Regions from separate parts of the Mus musculus genome. Here all the other regions are linked to region 4. A link is a contact called in public HiChIP or PLAC-seq and promoter capture Hi-C data. All regions are on one chromosome and are shown on one strand. Each heading gives the region's core, a stretch centred on a gene start, on an enhancer-like site or on the middle of the called end of the contact. The rest is flanking DNA. Distances are from core to core; before and after follow the strand shown.

Evidence for each region. Promoter capture Hi-C pulls out the DNA fragments that hold promoters and counts their contacts. HiChIP or PLAC-seq counts read pairs in DNA pulled down with a chosen protein or histone mark.
Region 1: a promoter capture Hi-C map of hippocampal neurons shows a contact between it and region 4, with 6 times the contacts expected there. The contact joins the promoter of Pnmal2 here to the promoter of Sympk in region 4. A contact is called at or near these places in 7 of 39 promoter capture datasets (cranial neural crest, embryonic stem cells, frontonasal cranial neural crest and 3 more) and 7 of 115 datasets of contacts at active chromatin or transcription factors (VIP interneurons, embryonic forebrain, embryonic hindbrain and 2 more).
Region 2: a promoter capture Hi-C map of cranial neural crest shows a contact between it and region 4. The contact joins the promoter of Dhx34 here to the promoter of Sympk in region 4. A contact is called at or near these places in 2 of 39 promoter capture datasets (cranial neural crest and embryonic stem cells).
Region 3: an H3K27ac HiChIP or PLAC-seq map of the NIH/3T3 cell line shows a contact between it and region 4, with 12 times the contacts expected there. The contact joins the promoter of Slc1a5 here to the promoter of Sympk in region 4. A contact is called at or near these places in 2 of 39 promoter capture datasets (embryonic stem cells and stem cell-derived epiblast-like cells) and 6 of 115 datasets of contacts at active chromatin or transcription factors (the NIH/3T3 cell line, embryonic stem cells, fetal liver and 1 more).
Region 5: a contact with region 4 is called in a promoter capture Hi-C map of liver, with 4 times the contacts expected there. The contact joins the promoter of Sae1 here to the promoter of Sympk in region 4. A contact is called at or near these places in 6 of 39 promoter capture datasets (the C10 cell line, cranial neural crest, embryonic stem cells and 3 more).

What each region holds. Positions count from the first base shown.
Region 1 is chr7:16,943,220-16,945,964 of GRCm38.p6, forward strand. Pnmal2 (PNMA-like 2) reads left to right here and starts at 1,463. Exons shown (of 1, transcript NM_001099636.2): 1 at 1,463-2,745. The coding sequence starts at 1,874.
Region 2 is chr7:16,220,499-16,223,347 of GRCm38.p6, forward strand. It overlaps Dhx34 (DEAH (Asp-Glu-Ala-His) box polypeptide 34), which reads right to left and starts at 1,534. Exons shown (of 17, transcript NM_027883.3): 1 at 1,500-1,534.
Region 3 is chr7:16,780,055-16,782,754 of GRCm38.p6, forward strand. Slc1a5 (solute carrier family 1 (neutral amino acid transporter), member 5) reads left to right here and starts at 1,292. Exons shown (of 9, transcript NM_009201.2): 1 at 1,292-2,421. The coding sequence starts at 1,847.
Region 4 is chr7:19,022,985-19,025,684 of GRCm38.p6, forward strand. Sympk (symplekin) reads left to right here and starts at 1,393. Exons shown (of 27, transcript NM_026605.2): 1 at 1,393-1,522. Foxa3 (forkhead box A3) reads right to left here and starts at 555. Exons shown (of 2, transcript NM_008260.2): 1 at 365-555. The coding sequence starts at 433.
Region 5 is chr7:16,386,458-16,389,157 of GRCm38.p6, forward strand. It overlaps Sae1 (SUMO1 activating enzyme subunit 1), which reads right to left and starts at 1,439. Exons shown (of 9, transcript NM_019748.3): 1 at 1,184-1,439. The coding sequence starts at 1,293.

The DNA of each region.
Region 1 (2,745 bases), core at 213-2,712, 2.1 Mb before region 4:
CAGCCGTTGTTCAAGGAGAGGCAACTAAGCCAGCTTCTCTCCCCTCACTCTCATGGGCTGGGGTCTCCAGGAGACCCTTAGGAAAAGGAACAATGGCTGTCACCATTTCACAGAGAAGCAAACAGATCAGGGAAAGTTCTAGAAGATTCTCGAAGTTGCTGCTGAGAAAGCAATAAGGATAGAATATAAATCCAACAGATAGTCTATTCAACTCATAGAGGGAGGGACAGGCAGCTCAAGGGCCTTTAAAGCAATGGACCATGGGTATGGTGGTAGGTGAGAGCTGACCTAAAAGTTGTCCTCTGACCTCCATACATATGCTGTGCACAGGCATGCCCCACCGCACATGCATCGTACATATGCACACACACACACACACACAAATCATAAATAAAACAAAAATTTCAAAATAAAAAATTTGGAATATCTGGGTACAGTGGCTCACACCTATGATCCCAGCATTCTGAGGCAGGAGGATTACCAGGACTTTGAGGCTAGCCTGGGCTACATAGTGATATCCTGTTTCAAAAACCAAACCCCAAAAGGATCCAGGTGTGCTAGCATACAACGTCAATCCAGCATTCAGCAAGCAAAGGCAGAAGGCAGAGGGCAGAGGGCAGAGGCAGAGGCTGACAGATCTCTATGAGTTTGTGGCTAACCTGAGCTACACAGTTCTAGGCTAAACTGGCCTACAAAGTGAGATCCCGTTTCAGAAGCAGAATATAGGGACATCCATGAGTGAAGCTGGTCTCCATGAGTCTGGTACCCACATACTGAGTACCACACACCCGAAATGATACCCCTTGGCTCATAAAGGACAGCTGACCGGGGCGTTTCTGCTTGCTATTGAGGATACGGTAAAACATAGAGCCCGTGTGAGGTTACACCTCCAAAGGACAGTTTGATTTGGGGCTTTATTAATCAGAGGTCTATCTGTCCCGCAGGAATGAGGATGTAGTTCGGTTGGTAGAGTGCTTACGCAGCATGCAGAAAACCCTGGCCCCGAGCCCCAGAGACGTATTAATAAAACAGCGCAGGCTAGACACCACTGAGGCCTGTAATCGCAGGAGGGCGGAAGCAGGAGAATCAGAAGTTCAAGGTCATCCTTGGCTACATGGCAAGTTCAAGGCTAGCCTGGCCTTGCTTCAAAAAACAAAGCCAGAATAAATGACCCTGGTGGAAGCCTCTATTCTTTCCAAGGAGGTGTCTGTCTATCCCTTGAAGTGAGACTGATCACCTTCAGTGGTTTTCACAGTGACTTTGTCTTCCTTCTTGGCTCACTAGTCCCTAAACCCTCCTTCCCACCTGGCCCTTTAAGAGCAGCTGCTGCGACCGTACCCGGGCAGACCCCAGCTGCAGCCTGCAGTGTTACTATGGAGACGGGGACTAGCAGGAGGGGGCGGAGAGGTGATTGGGTCCGCGCAGGCGCAGACCGAGGCTGCCGTTCCGCAGCGGCCCCGCTGAGCGTCTAGACCCGGGTACGCGCTTCACTCCAGACTCCGCGGGAGCACAGGCGAGCCGCTGCTCTCACTCACCCCCACGCCCACCAGGTGCGTTGATCGTCGCCCTCCTGTACTCCACCAGCGGTGTCCAGTCACCTAGGTTGTCAGGGACAAAGGGAAGGGAGGAGCAACCCGGGACAGCCCGGAGAAAGTACACGTAAGCCCCCTGCGGACCCTCGGATTGCCCCGGGGGAAGACCGTTGAGTCCGGCAAGCTAGCAGGTAGCTATAGCCTACAGCCCCAAACCCGGAGTCTGGACTCTCACCCTGCTGGTGGCCTTTCCAGAGTGGGATTGACCTAGCCTGTGTTCAGTAGCCCACCCCTTTCTCGGGCTCCCTCCCGCCTAAGATTAGCCTCCGCCGGGCAGCGCCATGACGATGAACCTTCTGCAAGATTGGTGTAAGGAGCTGGAAGTGGAGGTGCACAGGGCCCTCCTGATCACGGGCATCCCTGAGCGCCTGCAGCAGGCGGACATCGAAGCTACCCTGAGTCCGAACTTGCAGCCCCTGGGCAACTACAGGCTTCGGACTGTGAGAGCTGTAACCAAAGAGAAGTCTCAGGCAGCCCTTGTAGAATTTGGGGCAGACTTCGATCACTCTGCCATACCTATCCACATTAGGGGAGAGAATGGGATTTGGAAAATCCTGAGTAAGGACCGCGGGCAAGATGCGCGGGTCCTTAGGCAGATGAGGCGCCTGTTGCTGGATGAAAGGCCCATGGATGACTTCAGAGAAATAGCCATCCCTCTGGTATTGGAGGCCCAAGCCCAGGCCAAGGGATTAGGGAAGGAGGCCAAGAAGGCTGGCTCCTCTGAAGGGGCAGCTAGGAGCGGCCGTCGGGGCCGTCGGGGAGGCAAGCGCCGATCCAGAAGCCACAAGTTGACGGCTCAGAAGGGCCAGAAGAGGAGCCGGGGAGGGCGGCGAGCCAGGAGTGAGTCGGAAGACTCTTCTGATGACAGCCTGGGTATCGTCATAGAGGAGATCTACGCAGAGGACCTGAGCGTAGATGAAGACCAGAGGGCCCTGTATGCCACGCTCCAAGCAGCTGCCAAAGAGCTCACCAAGAAGTGGGCCTTTCGGGGTGACCAGGAAGAAGGAGATGGCCCCCGAGAATTCTTGGCACTTGTCACTGTCACCGACAAAGCTAAGAAGGAAGAGATAGAGAAAGACCTTCCTGGGACAGAGTCTATCTGCTTAAACATCAAAGACGAAAAGAGCGGGGTTCCTGATTTAGTCGCGCTACT
Region 2 (2,849 bases), core at 284-2,783, 2.8 Mb before region 4:
GGGGGGAAAATAACACAAAAGGCCAGGAATTCTCTCTCGATGGCATTAGCAAACCCAACTCAGCCTTCATTCTCTCAAGGGTCATCATGAAAGAGCCCAGAGGTTGGCTTTATGCAGTCACAGGGGTGGGAGGGACTTGGTCCCCTCTTGGGAGTTGTTAGAGCTACCTTTGAGTGTCCAGGGAGGAAGACCTTGTGAGTCCCACAAACATAGCAGACACTGCAGAGTACAACACTTCTGAGTAAAGACTGAAGCTCGGTGATGACAGGACTGAGAGAACTCTATTCTAGAAGGGAATGAGGACCAGGCCTTGGAAAGCTGCTAGAAGATGGAGCCAGTGATCCTCAGAAAAAGACTGGGACAGTAAGGAGGAGAAAGCTCCTTCTAGGCAACAAAAACCCTGACTCACACTAGGCCCAACATCAGCACCCATGGCTGCCAATGGGTCTGTTCCCTCGGGCATTTTACTCCTTCATTTGGTTTGGGGTCTCAGGTAGTTTAGCCTAACCTTGAACTCTCCACACAGATAAGCATGACCTTGAACTCACTCACCATCCAGTCTCCACCACATAAGTGCTGGGACTGCAAGTAAGCACCATTATGTCCAAGTATGGCTTACCGGGCCATCTTCCCAATACCTCTCTTTCTATTTCTCTATTTCTCCCTCTCTCCCCTCTCTCTCCTCTCTCTCTCTCTCTCTCTCCCTCCCTCCCTCTCTTCCTCAGACCTCCATTTGAATTTCTCCACTTTCTCCATCTTGTTTCAACTTTTCCTCAAATTTATTTATTTTTGGAGACAAGAGTCATCCTATGTAGACTGGGTTGGCCTTTAACTCACAATCCTCCTGCTTCAGCCTCCTGTGCTCAGATCCAGCACCTAGCTCCCGGCCCTCTATTTGTTTACAGTTCTCCAGTCAATACTTTTATCTACCAATGGTGCCTTTCTTTACAGCTACCACTCCGGTATTTCTGTGTAGTCTCAATCACATATGTATACATATATGTTCACTTTCTCACAACATTAAGACTATTTCCACTCTATTTTGCTAAGCTAAATAAGCAGTGCGAGGAACGCAAATCTGGGGTGCATTTCTTCCTTTCGCCATTTTTCAGCACGACTCTACTATCACCTCCAACTTTCAAGGTTCTGTTTCAAACTCCATCTTTTCATAACTGTGGGTCTCACCACCATCCAGGCTTTCTTGCCAATCTCTTCCTGGCGCCCTTGTGAGCCTCTCTTGCAGGCACCCCATCACCCTGGTCCCCTTTTCTCTCCCTTTCTCAGAAACTTGTTCCCTCTGTGGTTTCAGTTCCGGGCCTCTTGGTCCTCCAGCTTCTAAGAATCGCGCACCGCCAGAGCTCTCTGGGTCCTGGCACATTCCTTCATTAAAATTGGGGTTCTCTTGACTCCCCTGCTCGCTCGGAACTATAGCCCCACACAAATCCTGCACCAGGGACCAAAGCCACGCAGACACCCCGCACACACGCCCCGCCCCTTACCTCCGAAATAGCACGGACGCCTCAACTTCCGGTCCTAAATGGTCTGCGCCTGCGCACGCTCCCGCCACTCTCCAGACTGCGCATGCGCAGATCGCGAAAGCGCGACCTGGCCTCTCCGTACAATGAAGCCCAATAGGGAGTAGCGGGCGGGCCAATGCCCATCGCACAAAGCGCTCTTGGGCACCTGGCTTCAGGCAGTGTTTTGGGTGATTTGACGCCCTCTAGAGGCCAGAGGAGGGGTTATAGGTAAGTGCCAGTCCCTAGCCGTGTCCTCTCCACAGCCCTGTAAACCCAGAATTACTAGAAAGTCAAAAGTTTCGGGTCCAAAAAACAAAACAACGCACGCCTCTAATCCCAGCACTTGGGAGGCAGAGGCAGGCGGATTTCTGAGTTCGAGGCCAGCCTGGTCTACAGAGTGAGTTCCAGGACAGCCAGAGCTACACAGAGAAACCCTCTCTCAAAAAAACAAACAAACAAACAAACAAAAAGTTTAGGGTCAGCAAGGGAGCTCAAACACTATTAAAACAGTCCCGTGACTGGGCGAACTAGTGCACGCCTTAAATTCCAGCACTTGGGAGGCAAAGGGAGGTGGATCTCGGTAAGTTCAAGGCCAGCCTGGACTACATAGTGAGTTCAGGTCATCCAGGACTACATATCTAGACCATCTCAAAAACCTAATTAAATTAATAAGACAGTCATGTGGTCACTCTATCACTATAACTCACTAATAAATAATCAGATGTAACCCCAGCAGCCTTAAGCCAGGGACCAGCTCTGTGCTGATCAGTCTTGTGTCCCCTTAAAGCCCTCTCTAGAGCCACACATGTTAAATTAATGACTAAATGGGTGAGAAAAGACTCCAGAGAAAACTACACAGTACTCCTCGATGTGCCAATCACTGGGGAACTGAGCCTCAGTTTCCCCATCGATAACCTAAGAAAACTTGTTGCAAAAAAAAAAAAAAGTCGCTGAAAAGCATATATAAAAATATATAGGCCAGGCTGGGTTGTAGCCAGGTTTTGAGTTCTCTGTTTCCTCTTCTGGTTTCTCTGTGCAGCTCACTTTTTCCCCCCATTCAGATATTAGTGCACTGAAGCTGTCATCTCTGACCTTGCTTCTAAAAGCAGCTCCCTCCACAGAGCGGGCATTATTGCTCAATATTTTATTTCTTTGCTTATTCATGTATTTCAGACAAGAACTTTCTCCTTTGCCCAGGCTCCAACTACTCATCCTTCCACCACCGCCTCCTGAGCGCTGGAATGTTCTTCACCCCGTCCTATTTAATCTTACTTTTGTGACTATCTCTGTGTCCTCCAGTAAGATGTGTGCTCCGTAAAAGTGGAGAACTCT
Region 3 (2,700 bases), core at 42-2,541, 2.2 Mb before region 4:
CCCATCTTTACTCTGATGTCTGTGGCCCAGGCTGGTCATGACCTTGGAATCCTTCCATAGTTGGGATTGCAGTCCTGAGAGCTGCGGGTGAGCGCCTGGTAGAACAGACTGAGCCCTGTAGCCTCCTTTGCTCCACCTCCAGGCAAGCTCCAGACTTTCCAAAAGAGCCATTCTTCAGGGCGTTTCTCAAGTGGTCAACAGAGTTCAGGAAGGGACTCTTGGCTGTCCTCCTCCTTCAGCCCAGCCTCTCACTACCCTGCTTCACCCTTTGGGAAGCCCCAGACCTTTCTCCCACTGATGAAATCACAAGGAATCCGGGTAGGAGGTTGGGCCAAAGAGCTGGCTGGAACCAGTTTGAGTATTTCTCTTACTAGGGGCAGGCAGTGGGGCAGAACGCTCCTAGCCAATCCTGATCCACAAACTTCAGCCTCATTTTCCCCACCCTACATGTCCCAAAGATTCTGGATTCAGCAGACCTCTTTCCTCCTCCTCTTCCTCCTCCTCCTCCTCCTCCTCTCTAAGTCTGTTATTCTTACAGTTGATGGGTAACAGTGTCTAAACTAAGAATGTTTGTGGTGAACTGGCCATTTAAATATTTTTTGCTACATTTATTTATATATTTGTTTATTTGTGTGTGTTGCATGTGCCATGCTCCTGTGGGGAGGACCCAATCTGTGACTATCTGAGGAAAGAGACTGGGTTGCAGCTCAAGCATGAGGGCCTGAGTTCAAATCCCCCACATTCAATGTTGGGGCCTACTGGCCCCTCCTCCCTCCCTTTCCCCAATTTGTTTCTACAGACTGGGTTTCTTTTTCTTTATGTAGCCCTGGCAGCCCTAGAACTCGCTCTGTAGACCAACCAAGGCTGATCTTGAACTCACAGAGATCTATCTGCCTGCCTCTGCCTCCTGAGAGCAGGGATTAAAGGTGTGTGCCACTCATCTGTCTGCCCTTTCTAGGGGTCCTTCTGTGGAATATCAGATATGATCCACAATTAGATTCTTTTGACCAGTGGTGAGGTGCGTGTGGGTGGGTGTGGGTTGGATAGTTTCCCAACGCCCCGCCCCTTTTGGAGGCTTTGCACCCTTTCTGGCTCGATGCCCTTGCCCCGGCCCCGCCCCTGGCTATGCATTGTTATTCACCCTAGGTTGCCCACTGTGATCTTGGCTCCGCCCCTCGCTCGCCACCTGGCGCCGAATGTTCCATAACCAATCAGCGCTTGCGGGACGGCCTCCGCCTTTTCAAGTCCCGCCCTCCGCTTTTTCAAGTCACGCCCCTCCGCCTTTAATCCTGGTCGCTTCCGTCTAGCAGCCTCAGAGACACGCGGCGCGGCCTGGGAGGTTTCTCCTTGGCGCCACTTTCCATATCCCCCGGGCTGCTTCCTATTTGCATCTGGAAATTTGATTTTTCTCTCCAGAGCCCGAAACGCTCGGTCCACTCCTTCTAGGGCTCCAGTACCCAAGAGTCCGAGAGCCAGGCGTCCTAATCCTGGGATCTCGGTCTCCCGGAGCAAGGCATCCCGGATCTATGCCACTTGGGTTGAGCTTCCTGAAGACCTCAGCTACCTGAGTTTCCTTACTCCTTCAGGGAGTCAAAGAACCCTCTGAAGAGCTGTTCCCTACTCCAACAAGGCGCTCTCAACTCCCAGTTTTCGGGGATTCGACATCACCAGGAAAAATAAAGGGATCTCCGCATACAGCTCAGGGAGCCTAGGACCCTCCAGTTTCCGAGATCCGGTGGACGCATAACTTCAAGGACCGCTGCAAAGTTTCAGCCTCCATTCTCGGTCCTAAGGACGTCACACCTAGTCTCCAGGCTCACAAGGAACCTCCCTGTTACGGCTCAGCATGGCAGTGGATCCCCCTAAGGCTGACCCCAAAGGGGTAGTAGCGGTGGATTCCACCGCGAACGGTGGCCCCGCGCTGGGATCCAGAGAGGACCAGAGTGCGAAAGCAGGTGGTTGCTGCGGTTCCCGTGACCGGGTGCGCCGCTGCATTCGCGCCAACCTGCTGGTGCTGCTCACGGTGGCTGCGGTGGTGGCTGGCGTGGGGCTGGGGCTGGGGGTCTCGGCGGCGGGCGGTGCTGACGCGCTGGGTCCCGCGCGCTTGACCGCTTTCGCCTTCCCGGGAGAGCTGCTGCTGCGTCTGCTGAAGATGATCATCCTGCCGCTCGTGGTGTGCAGCCTGATCGGAGGTGCAGCCAGCTTGGACCCTAGCGCGCTCGGTCGTGTGGGCGCCTGGGCGCTGCTCTTTTTCCTGGTCACCACACTGCTCGCGTCGGCGCTCGGCGTGGGTTTGGCCCTGGCGCTGAAGCCGGGCGCCGCCGTTACCGCCATCACCTCCATCAACGACTCTGTTGTAGACCCCTGTGCCCGCAGTGCACCAACCAAAGAGGTGCTGGATTCCTTTCTAGATCTCGTGAGGTACGTTCCCGCCAGGCAGTGGGGTGGTTAGGGGCCAGTGCAAGCGTGCAATCTTTCTGCTTTACCCCCTCTGAGTACAGGGATTACCCGTGTGTGCCGCCACTAGTCACCAAGGTTGAGTCCTCCAGATTGAGTCATGCCTTCTAGAATCTAGGAAAATAAGGTAACGGTGACAGGACCGCTAACATCTTGGAAGGGTGAACTTTTACGGAAGTTCTCCAAATTTGGGGGCGGGCCTAAACATGGAGGGCTTTTAGAGGAAGGAAAAATAATAAGCCT
Region 4 (2,700 bases), core at 143-2,642:
ATGCCTCTTAGTCTCTGTATTTCTCCTCTCTACTACAGAACTCATTTCTCGAGGTCCTCCAGCTCTATCGCTCTACCCTAGAGCTCCGGTTCCCACCTCCAATTTGTTCATTCGACTCAGGGGCTCGACACCTTTCAAGTATAACTTCGAGGTTTCATTGCTAACATTTTCTTCCGTTGGAAGCAAGCCTTCGCATGGATCTGCAGTCTAAATCGTTCTCCCAAACCTTGTCCCCCGACTCCCACACCTAGAATCTGTGTCCTCAGGTCTGTTGCTCCCACCTGGGCCCACACCACAGCGCCTGCTTGCATTTAAGCCCCACACCTGCCCCCCATTTCCCGCTCCGCCATCCCCGAGGACACACCTCGCCCGCCTCCGGGTAGTAGCTCCACTCGGCCAGGTCATGAGCCTCCATCTTCACTGAGCCCAGCATCCCCGGGGCCTGCGCCCCCACACACCCAGGCTGAGGCCCCCCTGGGGGAACCGAGTGCTTCGGTCTCTCTACAGGCACTAGCCCCGAGTTCCGACCTGAGGCACACAGCCCGGGAGTCCCGCTGGCCCAGGCGCCTTGGGAGGCAGCCACTTTTTATAGCCGGGACACCCCCTCCCGGGCCCGCCCCGGGCTCCCCGCCCGCCTCCCCGAGCGCGGCGCCCTCGGATTGGGGCGCCCCCTGCGGGATCTCAAGAAGAGAGACCTCAGGCACTGGGAGCCTCGGTCCTGGCACCTGGAAGCTTGCGATGGATGAAGAGTCGGGGACTACAAGGCGTGGGGTAGAGAGCCACACCCTGCTGATCCCAAAAGCCCTAGAGCAACAGAGCGGGAGCCGGGGAATCTTTCTGCCTCTAAGTGTTTCATCATCTCCAGCTAAAGGAGGGAAACTCTAGAACCCCGCATGTCTTCCACGAAAGAAAGGAGGTTGACAGAGCTCAGGACTCCACAAGTCCCTATACAACACCGTTTAAGTAGCCCGCAGAGATTCCTGAAACCACATTCCCATTGGACAGACAGGAAGACTGAGGCTTTTGACGTCTGCGAATGTTGCAGGCTCCGTACAGAGTCAGGGTCGGCGGTGGAAAGGCTCAGGGCTTCTGCTCAGACCCCATTAAGGCACCAGATCTCCTCTAAGACCCAGAAACTCCACTCACAGCACTCTCCACTCAACGTTAGCCAGCCGTCTAGGGAGAGGGACTCCGGACCGCTGGGAACTCCATTTCCCAGAAGCCTTCGTTCCCATTTCCGTCCGGCGCCTGCGCAGCGCGGACTACATTTCCCAGAAGGCATGGCGCTCGAAGGCCGGAAATGGCGGCCGCTCCGGTGGACGCCCGGGGAGGGCGGGCGGCTGCCGACGCGGCACGCCTTAGGGGCGGGGACCGGCCGCGGTGCCGGACTCCATTTCCCGGCGGCCCTACTAGTGCAGCGCCTGCGCCGTGTCACGGCGGCGGGCGGAAGATGGCGGCGGCGGCAGCGTCTGCGGAGAGGCGCTGCTGAGGGGGCGCGAGGGGGACAGAGGCCGGAGTCGCGGTGAGCGGGTGGCGGCGTGAGGTCCTGGGGTGGGGGGAGGGGGGGCGCTGACAAGGCCGGGGCGCGAGCGATGGGGAGGGCCTCGGCGAGGGCCGGGAGCAGCGGGGTCGCGGGCCCCCGCTTCTTCCCACACTGCTCGGGACCCATCCTTGCCTTCTTTGGCTTCCCGGTCCCCCGGGGCCAAAGTTCCACCGTGGCCGCGCAGACCTCCTGGGCCACCAGCCTGGCCCTGGCTCGTCCCCCGCTCCGCACACTGCTGCACCGGGCCCTTCACTTCCCCAGACTGGCCGTGTGCGAAGCTTCCCACCTCCGGGCCTTTGCACAGGCTGTTCCTCCCCAGTGTCCCCCGCCCTGGAAACGTGCTGTTATCCTTCGGCCTAACTCCCTTTCATCTTCGGGGTTGGGGGGCTCGGCACCCCACGTCACTGCCCCTGCAAAACCTCCGTTTGCCTCCCTCCTTCCTCAAATCCGCCTGCTGAAGGCTCTCCTAGGTCCCCTTGCCTTGCCTTCTCGTCACGTGTGGTCGAACTTGTTATTAGGATTTTATTTGTGTGCTGCGTGAGGAGGTCCCTGACCCTGGGCTCTGTGTAAGAGAGGACAGAGTGTGTCCTGGTGCCTGCCTCCCAGCACAGCTCGCGCCCAACATACACTGGTGTTGCTTAGGCGATGCTCGTTGAATGAATACAGAAAATACAAAAAACAAACAAACAAACAAACAAACAAAAACACTTGGAGATCCACTCTTTAGGATAACGGGAAAGTCATCGTACTTCCTGGTGGGAGGGGCGGTTCAATGCTGAGCACACAACCAGAGAGGGGAAAACAGTGTTAATGTTTCTGATAGCCAGACTGCAAACATCCCGGCTGTCCTTCAGTGGGAAGTCTAGCAGAAATCACTATATTTACGTAATAAAATGATTTGCAACCGTGGAAAGAAAGGAAGGTGGAAAATAGACTGAGCTCAGTATTTACTAAGAGAAAAAAAAGTGAAATAGAAAATAGTTTCTATAAAGTTGACCATCAGCTTGTCTTGGAAGTTCACATGCGTGGATTCAGCCAATCTTAAGATTGAAATAGTCAGGAAAATGGTTTACACTGACTTTAAAATTTTACATCCTCCCTCAACAATACAATGTAACAACGTTGTTTACATTGTATGTTGAATTAGGTCATCTGGA
Region 5 (2,700 bases), core at 189-2,688, 2.6 Mb before region 4:
TAAAAAATGCTCAAGGAGCCCAAGTAAGATGCCTCACCAAGTAAAGTGCTTGTCTCAAATGCCTGGGGGACACCTGGCAACCTGAGTTTAGACCTCAAAAATCTACATAAAGGAACTGACTTCACAAAGTTGTCCTTTGGCATCCACATCAACACCATGGAAAACGTACAGAGAAGTCAAAACATAAAATTCTAAAACCTCTCCCCCAAAAAATGCTCCCCCCAAAAATGCCTAGGGAGCCAATGTGTGATGATGCATGTATTTATCTCAGCACTTAAGACAAGTAAGATCTCTGCAAGTTCAAAGCCAGCCTAAGCTATAAAAACAATTACCTTTGGAGTTTGTTTTGATTTGAGTCAGGATCTCACTGTGGTAGCCCTGGCTGTGTTGGAACTACATAGCTCAGACTAACCTCGAACTCACAGACATACTCCTGCCTCTGCCTCAGGAGTACTAGAATTAAAAATATGAACAACCATATCCCCACAAAATATAATTTATAACTTGAATATGTTAAGGAAGCCAGGCGTGATGGCACGTGCCTTTTTAATCCCTGTACTCATTCGGGATGCAGAAGCAGGCAGATCTCTGAGTTTGAGATCGTCTACAGAGCGAGGCCCAGGACAGCCAGGGCCACAGAGAGAAACCTGGTCTGGGGGAAGGGGAAAGAAAAACAAACAAACAAACAAACAACCCAACGTCTGTAGCTGTGTGCTGAATAAATTGGGCCACTCTGCGCCTCTCCAGGGGTCCCTTTGTCAGGACTTGCCCTCAAGCACTCCTCTAGAGGAGCCTGTGGGGTTTGTCAAGTCCCCAGGGCGTCCAACACAGGTTCCCATGCATAGAAATTAATGAGCTCAGCCCGCCACCCCCCTATTTTGCACTAATGCTCACCCCACTTAGACCCTACAAGCCTCACCTAAATCCCACCATCACCAGGTACTGACACCGAGGGAGCCTCAAGTTCAAATCCTCCCTCTCCCCCGCCTCCTCCAAGGACACTCTCAATACTACACAGGGGACATCTCCACCTCCGGTACTTTGCAGAAACACCGTCCATTCGTCAGTTCTGAAGCACTAGGAAACCCAAGTGCAGCAATCCCGCCTCCGCTCCACAACAGGGCCGCACCCACTCCCTCAGGGCCCACACGCCGGCCCGCAGGATGCCCGCGGCGCCCCTCACCGCTTCTGGGCCTCCAGTCCCCACAGGCGGATCTGTCGGTCATACTGCGCTGCCTCCTCCTCGCTGATGCCACCGCCGCCGCCGCCGCCAGCCTCCTCCTTCTCTACCATGGCGCCGGCTTTCAGCTCACCCGCTCCCGCTCTCGCTAACCGCCAGCAGCGAGTCCGTGCACCGGGGACGCGCTTGCGCCTGCGCAGAGAGCCGCGCCTGCGCAGTGCCACCTCCGTGCTTTGCGGGAGACCACGTGGATACCGAAGACTCCAAGGCCCGCTCGCTGCCCCATCACGTGATGGAGACGCCAATCAATCCCGGAGAGGAAAAAGAAAAAAAAAGAAAAGTGGCGGGTGTTTTGATTCCTCGAGGATGTCCACGCGGTCATTTATGAAGCGGATCTGGATCGAGTTGTCACCGGGATTCCAGCATCGATGGTGTGGTGAAATAAAGATACTACTTTAAAATAACAACACATGGAGCTCACTACCTATTGAGGCGAAAAAAATAAAACAAAAGAAAGCTAGACTTTCCTCCTGGACAGAAAAAGAGGAAGGACTCCTCTCTGCCCTCTCCTCTCCTGACACATTCTCAAATCCTTATGTAAGATGCAAGACTCAAATTGATCATGGTGGGCTATGCCTGTAATCACAGCTTTTGGACAAAAATAAGTGAAAGGAATCAAAAGTTAAAGGCCAGCCTGGGTTACATGAGATCCTGTTAACAGAAGCAAACCTAAATTTATGAGCTCGTGCCTGTAATCCCAGCATTCATGCCTTCACAAGGCTGAAGTAGGAGAATTACTACGAATGAGATCCTGTCTCAAAACCGTCAAGGACTGAAAAGATGGCTCAGTAAAGTGCTTGCCTGAGTTTAATATCTATATTCCTATTTAAAACAAAAACAAAACAAACAAACAAACAAATTTGTAGTGCAGATTTGTAATCCCAGCACTTGGGAGAAGGTTTTCTGGGCCTTGCTCAGACCCACACTTATCTAACCAACAAACCCATATCCCAATGAAGATATCCTGGGTCAAAAACCAAGGCTGATGCTGGGTGATGATGGCTGCCCAGAGCTTTAATCCCAGCACTCTGGAGGCAGAGGCAGGAAGATCTCTGAGTTGGAGGCCAGCCTGGTCTACAGAGTGAGTTCCAGGACAGCCAGGGCTATATAGAGAAACCCTGTCTCAAAAAACAAAAACAAACAAACAAACAAACAAACAAAAAAGAGTTCAAAGCTGGGGCTGGAGAGATGGCTCAGTGGTTAAGAGCACTGACTACTCTTCCAGAGGTCCTGAGTTCAATTTTCAGCAACCACCTGGTGGCTCACAACCATCTCTAATGGGATCTGATGCCCTCTTCTGGTGTGTGTTTGAAGACAGCTACAGTGCACTCACATAAATAAAATTAATAAATAAATCTTTAAAAAAAGAGAGAGAGTTCAAAGCTGGGGCTGGCGAGATGGCTCAGCAGTTAAGAACACTGACTTCTCTTCCAAAGGTTCTGAGTTCAAATCCCAGCAAC